2 separate regions of the Sus scrofa genome follow, and region 1 is linked to region 2. A link is a contact called in public HiChIP or PLAC-seq data. All regions are on one chromosome and are shown on one strand. Each heading gives the region's core, a stretch centred on a gene start, on an enhancer-like site or on the middle of the called end of the contact. The rest is flanking DNA. Distances are from core to core; before and after follow the strand shown. Region 1 overlaps FRMD4A (FERM domain-containing protein 4A). Region 2 overlaps FRMD4A (FERM domain-containing protein 4A).

Evidence for each region. HiChIP or PLAC-seq counts read pairs in DNA pulled down with a chosen protein or histone mark.
Region 1: an H3K27ac HiChIP or PLAC-seq map of skeletal muscle shows a contact between it and region 2. The contact joins two enhancer-like sites. A contact is called at or near these places in 7 of 47 Hi-C or Micro-C datasets (brain, embryonic fibroblasts, mesenteric adipose tissue and 2 more) and 1 of 2 datasets of contacts at active chromatin or transcription factors (skeletal muscle).

What each region holds. Positions count from the first base shown.
Region 1 is chr10:47,705,484-47,710,313 of Sscrofa11.1, forward strand. All of the region lies in intron 2 of FRMD4A (FERM domain-containing protein 4A), which reads left to right. Among named protein-coding and RNA genes, the nearest start is that of FRMD4A, 320 kb to the left of the region's middle. Within about 2 kb of position 2,643, at least 7 of the 83 cell types and tissues checked have an H3K27ac peak or open chromatin away from gene starts, as enhancers often do. A contact at or near this core is called in skeletal muscle, where this site is marked.
Region 2 is chr10:47,609,170-47,613,829 of Sscrofa11.1, forward strand. The region is part of intron 2 of FRMD4A (FERM domain-containing protein 4A); the gene reads left to right. Among named protein-coding and RNA genes, the nearest start is that of FRMD4A, 230 kb to the left of the region's middle. Within about 2 kb of position 2,637, at least 6 of the 83 cell types and tissues checked have an H3K27ac peak or open chromatin away from gene starts, as enhancers often do. A contact at or near this core is called in skeletal muscle, where this site is marked.

The sequences.
Region 1 (4,830 bases), core at 1,393-3,892, 96 kb after region 2:
ATGAATGAGTTGGATGAAGCTGGAGAAATTGGAATGAAGTGGTTGATGGAGAAACTGGAAAAGAAGTAGATTCAGAGAAGAAGGTAGGAGAAAGAGTCTGGAGGAGTCACTGGAGCCCCTTATGGAGCTGCAGGCATGTCTGGGCGCAGCCTGGGCTGTGGGCAGGTGGAAAGTGGGTAAGGCACCACTTCGCTCAGAATGCCAACAAAAGAAACATCTGTAAAAGTGCTTCTGAAGCTTTTTCAAAGTGACGGTGAAAGACAATCATCTTTAGTTTATTCAGTATTCCTTCTATAAAGGCCATCCTATTTATTACGTTTGGAGCTAATAGGAAGTATACGATTCCATCCAATTACCTTTTCACCTTTGCTGCCCAGGAAACTCAGAGCTAAAATTGGGGCCCAGCTTGCTTGTTTTAGATGCCTTTTCACAGTGTCTTATCCCTTTTAACTCGTTTTTGTCCTTTTCTTTTTTTTCTATTTTACATTTCCTTAATTTCTGGTTTTTTTCCCATGTATACAGTTGGCCTGTGAACAAGGTGGGGGTTGGGGGGTTGACCCTCTGCTCCATGGACAGTCCACATGTAACTCATTGTCAGCCATCCAGATCTGCAGTTACTTCCCATCCACAATTTCTCCATATCTGAGATTTCCTGTCTGTGGATTCCACCATCCACAGGTAATGCCGTAATAGTACAATGGAAAAAAAAAAAAAAAGGAAAAAAAAATCCACATGTAAGGGATGGTTGTTCAGTGGTCTACTGTATATTTATTTCTGTGCATATATTTTGCTGCTTGCCAAGCAGGGTGACATCCTGTAATTTCTCCTCTGTTTGGGTGAGCGTCTTCAAGGGAAGCCAACACAGTGGGAATGTAGTCAATTGAGAATAAACAAAAAATAGAACAAAGCATACTGCTTCCCTTCTCTTGGCAGAACTAATGATCCCCACAGGTGCATCCAGAATGCTGCTAGGTAAGCTGAGCCCTGGGAACATCGCGCTGTGAACAAGGCAGTGCTTTTTCCCAGCGGAAGATGAATGCGTTTGGAACGTTCAGTGCTGAAAACACAGAGCCCCTCCGTTTCACCCCCATTGTGTGCTGTGTGGACTCGGTGATGTAGCGCAGCCCCGTGGTGGCCAGAGGAGGAATGCTCTTGGCAAGAGCAAAGAATACACTCTAGACCGTGTCCCCTGGGAAGGGTCAGAATCGACACACCTCATTCTGAATCTCGGCGTCTAACACCCACCTTCCACAGGGGCTGCAGCTCTGCCTAAATTCCAGGCTTTTCTGTCAAGTCCTCACTCACTGTGCTGAGGGCCAAAAGAGAGGTGTTTCTGCTCTTTGGTTCCCACTGGGATGCTGGAAGCCTCCGTTTTGTCCTTTTCACCCTCCACTTCTTTTTTTCTTTTCCTTTCTAAATTTCTCTGTCAGCCTGCTTTGCTGTAAACGATCAGATGCACAAATAACAATAGCTTCCTGGGAAAGGGTTGCTGCTCAGGTGATGGATCTGTGCCAAGAAGTGGAGGGAAGCCCACAACACAGTTTCAGGGAAACTGCAGTGTTCAGATTGCAGTTTCGGGAGAATTGTTTGATTTCCATTAGTGATTCTGGCCCAGAATTCCCCTCGGAATGTAGCTCCGGGGTCTCCTCCTGGGGAGGGCAGGGTGATGGTGGGTGGGGGCACTTTGAGCTCCACGTGCCCCCCTGATACTTGGCTTTCTTGCTTTATTGGTTTAATGTTGAAGAATAGTTCATTGCCGGATTCACATCTCTGATCTTGGCGTTCACAGACACAGAGATGAAAACGAAAGCTGAGAGGTGATCAGGTTTCCCCACGGTCAGGTTTACCCCAAGAGAAAGACATGACACATCCCACGTGCTGGCTCCAGTCCTCAGCAGCTTTCTGAGAATTCCTGACCTTGAGATGTGAGGTGTCCCTGTGAGGCAGAATATTAACTCAGGGAGTCAGTGTAGGCGCATGGGCTTTGATGCATTCTTTGATATGGCCATTGATTAACATTTGTGGCTTAAGGCTCCAGGAAGTAGCATCCCCACAGCCTTGTTTACTATAGGGAATGTACCTACGCCCAGATAGACATTAGTCCCTGATTCCCTGTGACTCAGTTTATCGGAGGAAAAGTCCAAGAAACTATGAGACGTAAGGGACATGTCCACCCCCAGGACCCTATTGCACAAGGACTGATATAACTAAGCAAGGCCAATGGGAGAAGACCACATCTCTCTGGACCCCACGTTGGTACCCCCACCCCATCTTTAAGGAATAAAACCTCTATAGAACAATAGAGAAATGGGGGCTCTTCTCCCCCCTCCCAGTAACCCTAGAAGCTATCTGCTTTCCATTAATAAAAACTTGCTTGCTTGCTGCCTGTGTGTTCGCGGAGTTCATTCTTCGACCGCCGTGAACAAGAACCCAGATTCCAGTATTATCTTTCTGGCATCACCTGTGGTAGGGCTCGTCCACCTCACAGGGCTAGTCAAATGCCTGCTGCTCAGCTAAGTGTCAAGGAAGCAAGATCTAGCTCCCTGGTTGCTGAGACGTCCAGCCAAGAAGCTCTGGCACAGGAAGGTCTCCTGAGTACACTTCCTTCCATCCTGCAGTGAATTAGCTGGGTCAGCCGGGGTCAAGGAGCAAATATCAAGTGACACATTTTCCTTCCTCCTTCCCTAGCACATCCCAGACATGGCCCCCAGGGAGCAGGAGGACGGAAATGCAGGGATCGGATGGACACTCCAGGCCCTTCAGAAAGGAGAGGGAAGTGTCCCCCTCTGTGGTCTTTCTGGCACCCTTTCCCCTCCTCCCATCTCCTCCCTCTGCAAATTGATCTTGGGTCTCCCAGAAAATGACCAGGACCAGATTCAGACAGGAAGGATGTTGCTAAGCCCAGGAGACCTCGACCTGATGGGCAGCAATGGAAAGTACATTTGTGCTATGAGCTCCTACTTTGTGCATTACAGATATTTTCTCTCTCTCTCTCTCTTTTTTTTTTTTTTTTGTACTTTTAGGCCCACACCCGTGGCATATGGAAGTTTCTGGGCCAGGGGTCAAATCAGAGCTGCAGCTGCCAGCCTACACCACAGCCACAGCAACACCAGATCTGAGCCATGTTTGCAACCTACATCACAGCTCACTGCAACGCCAGATCCTTAACCCGCTGAGCGGGGCCAGGGATCAAACCCATATCCTCATGGATACTAGTCAGGTTCATAACCCACTGAGCCACAACGGGAACTCCCTACAAATATTTTCTTATTTCATTCCCAGGCAGTCCTGTGAGGGCTGCTTTCATGTCCATGCCCACTTCTCAAAAGAGGAAAACAGAACAGAGAGATGCAATCATTTGCCCAGGACTGAGAACAGCTGTCAGCATTGGCCAATCCGGGATTGGAACCCAGGCAGTCTGACCCCAGAGACCTCTCTGCAAGGAATATGATTGGGGTCTAAACCGGTGAGAGACTCTTGGGGCCTGAGCTTCTGAGAAATGTATCGTCAAGGGAAGGATGAAGTTTGCCGGATTTGGCAAATGAAAATGCACCATGCCCAGTTAAATCTGAATTTCAGATAAACAACAAGTAAAGAGTGCTTTAGTATAAGTCTGCCTCATGTTGTGAATCTGAAATTCAAATCCAGCTGGGTGTCCTATATTTTGTCTGGCAGCTCTAACTACAGGGCCAGTTTCATTTCTCTCTCTGTCTTGTCTTTGTCTTGTATTAAGTATGCTATCTGCCTGTTTTCTTGGATTCCTCCAGTGTCCTCCTGTGCTTCTGCATATAATCTTGCGTCAGAATCAATTGTTAGCAATGATTGAATATTGCTTAAGTGTTCATGATACGCTAGGGCTTGGATATTGTTCAGAAAGTGGTGACCTGTGCCCTCTGGGCAGCAGGTGTTGGGATTTGAGCCCTGGGCATCTTTGCTTCCCTGTAGATGTAGAAGTAACTGCTGGTGAGAGTGGGAGGTGCCACTGGGGGACTGGAAGACTTAGATAACTTGCCTCCCGACTCAACCAGAAGGAGTTCCACTTCGAAGACATTTGTGCGTTTCCACCTACTGTATCATTTGGAAGGGAAAACAAGAGTTACTGAAGATCAGTGTTCTAGACTGTTAAATCTTTTTGTTGTTGTTGTTGTCTTTTTGTCTTTTAGGGCTGCACCCGCAGCACATGGAGGTTCCCAGGCTAGGGGTCCAATTGGAGCTGTAAACACCAGCCTATGCCACAGCCATAGCAACGTGGGATCCAAGCTTCATCTGTGATCTACACCACAGCTCACGGCAATGCCGGATCTTGAACCCACTGAGCGAGGTCAGGGATCAAACTTGCATCCTCATGGATGCTAGTCAGGTTCGCTAACCACTGAGTCTTGATGGGAACTCCTACGCCGTTACATCTTAAAGCAGCATTTCTCCAACATCTGTGAGGATCTTGTCAAATGCAGATTCTCATTTGGCAGGTCTGGGTATAAGCCTGAGAATCTGCATTTCTTTTTTTAATGGCCGAACCTGTAGCATATGGATGTTCCAGGGCCAGGAATTGTACCTGAGCTGCAGTTGCAACCTACCGCACATCTGTAGCAATGCTGGATCCACTGCACTGGGCCAGGGATTGAAGCCAAGCCTCTGCAGCAACCTGAGCCACTGCAATCAAATTCTTAACCCACCGTGCTATAGTGGGAACTCCAGAACCTGCATTTCTAATAGGCTCCCAAATAGTGCCAATGCACTCAAGTGTCCGTGGAGTGTCCTAACCAAGTGTACATGGACGTAGATTTTTCTCCCCACCTTTATCTCACAGATCACCTTCTATCTGTCATC
Region 2 (4,660 bases), core at 1,387-3,886:
CTGGGCTCTTGCCAGACACCCTCCAAGGCCATTATAGCTGAGCCTGGTCTCAGGACCCCACTTTCTGAGACAGACGCCCCCCCCCCAACCTGTGCCAACCACATGCCTCATATCGCTGGACATCACTAACTTCTGGGTCCCTGGAAGCACCCCCTCCAAAGCTGTTTGGAGGCCACGTGCTTCCGCTTTGAACCCCTCCAATGAGACCACCACGAAAAACTCCAGCTTTGCTGACACCTGCACTCAAGGAACGTTCTGGAGGGTTATTATGTGGGAGACTCCGAGCTGGGTACTGAAGATGCAGTAGAAGTAAGACAGGTCCCTGTCATCCAGATCTGTGCTCTGCCTCACCTCCTTCTCCCAAAGCCGGTGGCAGAGTCTGTTTCCGTACTGGAAGGTCCTTTTCTGGGCCGTGGTTCCTCCTCAGCCTGTTCCTGGTTTCTAGCAAATTAGGCTGTGGCTGACTGTGGCAGAGCCCATCAAAGTGTCCTGCTCATTTTCAGGGAAAACTCCTTCCATCACTGTTCACAAGCAGGTTGGGGCTTCTGTTGTTCATTGTGAGAGATGGAGAGTCAGTCAATCAGTCACTGTCCTCCTGGGTCTCCATGGTCAGACATCCCTCCCAGCAAGGACAGCATGGAGCAGACATGAGGGACGGGCCTGGCTTGAGGTGTGAAACCCTGGAACACTCCAGTTCTGCCTGATTAACTTGCTGCAGGAGAGGTGAATGTGTCAGGAGTGTAAATTCACCCTGCCTTTGGTTTAATCGTGTAGGTGACCGGGAGATCCTGAGGGAGCATTGAGCTGAATGTAAGCCATCCCTTGCCAGGGAGGGGAAATCAACCGACATGAAATCAGCATAGTGGGCAGTTGTACCTTCTAGAAAAGCTGTGCTTTTGATATTGTGTTAGTTATCTCTTCAGTGAGTAGTGTGTGTTGTTGATATCGTTGGCAATTCCAATTGGGGACCTAAAGATACACACAATAAATCTTAGTGCTACACTAGCTGGAAAGCAAATAAGTAAAGCCAGGCTCCTCTCTGGTTCTTCCATTAGAATGAGGCAGGCATGGAAGAAAAACACACTAATAGGGAAACTAAGACTGGAAAAATCGGTTCAACAGGTTCTCTTAGAAAAAAAAGAAATCTTTTTATATATGGTGCGGTTTTTTCACAGTGCAGCTATTTTCGCATGCAGTTATGGGAGTGGTTTTTGGTTTGTTTTTGTTTTGTTTTGCTTTGTTTTGCTTTGCTTTTTAGGGTCATGCATGTGACATATGGAAGTTCCCATGCTAGGGGTCAAATAGGAACTGCAGCTGCCAGCCTACACCACAGCCACAGCACCAGGGGGTCTGCGCCACGTCTGCGACCTACACGACAGCTCACGGCAATGCCGTATCCTTAACCCACTGAGCGAGTCCAGGAATCAAACCCTCATCCTCATGGATACTATTTGGGTTCGTTACCACTGAGCCACAATGCTCAGTGTTTTGTTTTGTTTTGAATGCTTTATGGAGCTATCTTTTTTTTTTCTGGTATCATTATCTGTTTTTTTCTTTTCTACTATTTATATACACACAGACACACATATATGAACCACCTGATTGCTTTTTAATGCATTTTTAAAAGATAAAATGTCTTACTTAAGAAATTAAATATAGGAGTTCCCGCTGTGGCACAATAGGTTAAGGACCTTGTATTGCCTCTGCAGTGGTGTGGGTTTAATCCCTGGTCTGGTGCAGTGGCTTAAGAATTCAGCATTTCTGCAGCTATGGTGTAGGTTGCAGCCATGGCTCTGATTCAATGCCTGGCCTAGGAACTTCCATATGCTGTGAGTGTGGCCAAAAATAAATAAATAAATAAATAAGAAATTAGGTATACAAGGAAATCTCTTTTAGGAGTCTAAACAGTCTTCCTCTCTTCCTTGTGGTCTCATTCATGCCTTACAGTTCTAAGAGGTTTGGTGTCATTTTGTGGTTTGCTGGTCTACACTGTCAGGACCCAAGAGTAGTGACTTCAGTGTTGGTTTGGAGCTTAATTGGGGTGCTTCTCTTTAATGAGAACCAAAGCTCAAGAATTTATAACTGTGGCCAAAAGATTTATGGCAAAGTCCTGGACCCATGCTGACAAAGGCCACTCGATGTAGTTCATAACGTTAAAAATAGAGAAAGAATGACAAATTATACCCGGGCCCATGGCAGTCTGGTCTCCACTCCTTGGCTAATTGGTGAAAACTTTAGCACAGAGGGGTTGGGGCCCTGCATCCCTATTTGAACCCAGATGTCACTCTCCTTGGCCCAGCTCTCCATTTCCTGCCCCTGGAGCATGCAGTGCAAAATCCCCCACCTGTTCTAATAGTCTTACCACCCCCACCCCCACCCCGCCCACTTCCTGCTTCCAGTTCTGATCTGTTAGGTCTGTGCTGTGTGGGGTGTAGGAGGGATCGCTTTTGTGGGCTCTGAGAATATATCAGGTCTCTCCCCTGCACACTGGTGGATCCACAGCCCTCCGGGGCTTCAGACTAGTGCGAGAATATACCAGGTCTCTCCCCTGCACAGTGATGGACCCACAGCCCTCAGGGGCTTCAGACTAGAGCGAGAATATCTTCTAGACCACGTGCTACCTTGATGTCCCGTCTCCTGTTACTCACAAGGCTTTTCCCTTACAGTTATTTCTAGGTCCCTGCTATAAATATTCCCACAGCAGCCATCTGCCCCTGCGGCAGAGTTTTACAATTTTATGCTGGCTGTTTGGGTTACACTATCACAGGACTGCCATCCATTGTAGAGCTGTTTCAACGATTCTGATTCCTCTCTCTCTCTAGAGAATAGCACGCCTGCACTGATAGGAGAGAACAAAACTTATTTTTGTTTCCTGAAAAATCTGTGCAGTTTATACAAAGCCATCAGGAGCTGGTTGCTCATGGGGTTTAATCCATGGGCTTATGAAGGAGATGGAGGAAACAAAACAAGGTTTGGAAATTACCTGGACATCTGGGCCATGAGCTCCTGCTCTGTGGCACTGGGCCAGTGCCCTCCATTCAATCCAAACCGGGGCTGATGGTGTCTTTGAACAGGGCAGGGAGGTGTTTTCCCACAAGTAAAAAATTTCCCATCACACTAGAGCCTGCTTTTTCTTTTTAAAAGAAGCTTGAGAGGGTCTACTGTTTTTTCACTTCACAATAAATAAGGTGTTTTGAGGCCAAGACCCTAATGAGATAATCACCGCAAAAGCTGCCACTGAAACAAGCGTGTTTGAAAACTTATTGAAAACATTGAGAAGGGGCTGGCCCTGTTCCCAGTGTACTGGGTGAAAGGTGGCGGAGGAGGTCTTTGTTTTCCCTGGAACAGGTGACAGGTCAGAGTTGGACAGCCCATCCTCTCTGGGAACCATGCTGATATGCACAGGGGCTGATTGGTTGGGTCCCTGGTGGGGCGGTGGGGAGAATGGATAATGGATGGGAAGTGAGCCGGGGCGGCCATGCTGTTCACTCCACCTCCGCTCCCCCCCCCGCCCCCCCAAGCATGAGACAGAACTTCCAGGGAGCCATCACCAAGGGCCAGTGGGAAAATAGATAAAGTCAGGAGCAAGCTTTGTGACTGTCAGATCAACGGGGAAGGTCAATGGCCTTCGAGAACTGGGGACATTTCAAGAACGAAGCTCTGAAGTGATGATGACCAGAAGTGGGCTCCCTCTTAAATGAGGACTCATCTTGGGCCTTTGCCAACACCTCCTAGCCCACCCCCAGCCTTGGTTCTGCCTTTTCTTTTTTTTTCTGTTTTTTCCTTTTTTTATTAGAGTATAGTTGATTTACAGTGTTGTGTCAATTTCTACTGCATAGCATAGCAACCCAGCTATCTACATCTACATATATTCTTTCCAATACTATCTTCTCTCAAGTTCTATCCCAAGAGATTGAATATAGTTCCCCGTGCTGTACCCTAGGACCTTATTGTTTATCCTATTTTAAATGTAATAGTTTGCATCTACTAACCCCAAACTCCCTGGCATCCCACTCCCTCCCCCTTGGCCACCACAAGTCTGCTCTCCAGGTCTGTGATCTATTTCTGTTTTGTAGGTAGAATCATTTATGCTGTATCTTAGAGTCCACATATAAGTTACATCATACTGTACTTGTCTTTCTCTGGCTGACCTCACTCAGTATGAGAATCTCTAGTTGCATCTGTGTTCCTGCAAATGGCATTATTTTGCCCCTTTTTAAGGCTGAGTAATATTCCATTGTGTGTGTGTGTGTGTGTGTGTGTGTGTGTGTGTGTATACCACACCTTCTTAATCCATTCATCTGTTGATAGACATTCAGGTTGCTTCCATGTCTTGGCTATTATGAATAATGCTTCTGCCCTTTCCAGACAACCTAGCGTAGGCTTATTATGAGGCCAGGGCCAGGCTCCAGCATGTTCTGGGGCCACGTCCCTACTCCACGTGTTCCAGCCATGTGAGCTTTCTCAGCAACTCACCCTTCATGTGCCTCTGTTTCCTTGTGTGCAAAACTGAGCATCTTGGTTGGTCCTTCCAGAAGCAAACTTTGAACCAAGGATCTGAGTGGAAGTGATCTATCTGGAAAGTGTTGCCAGGCAAGCTAGGAAAGGAGCAGGGGAAGCAGGGGAAGTGGGAAAAAGAGTAAGGATGGAACTTCAGGTG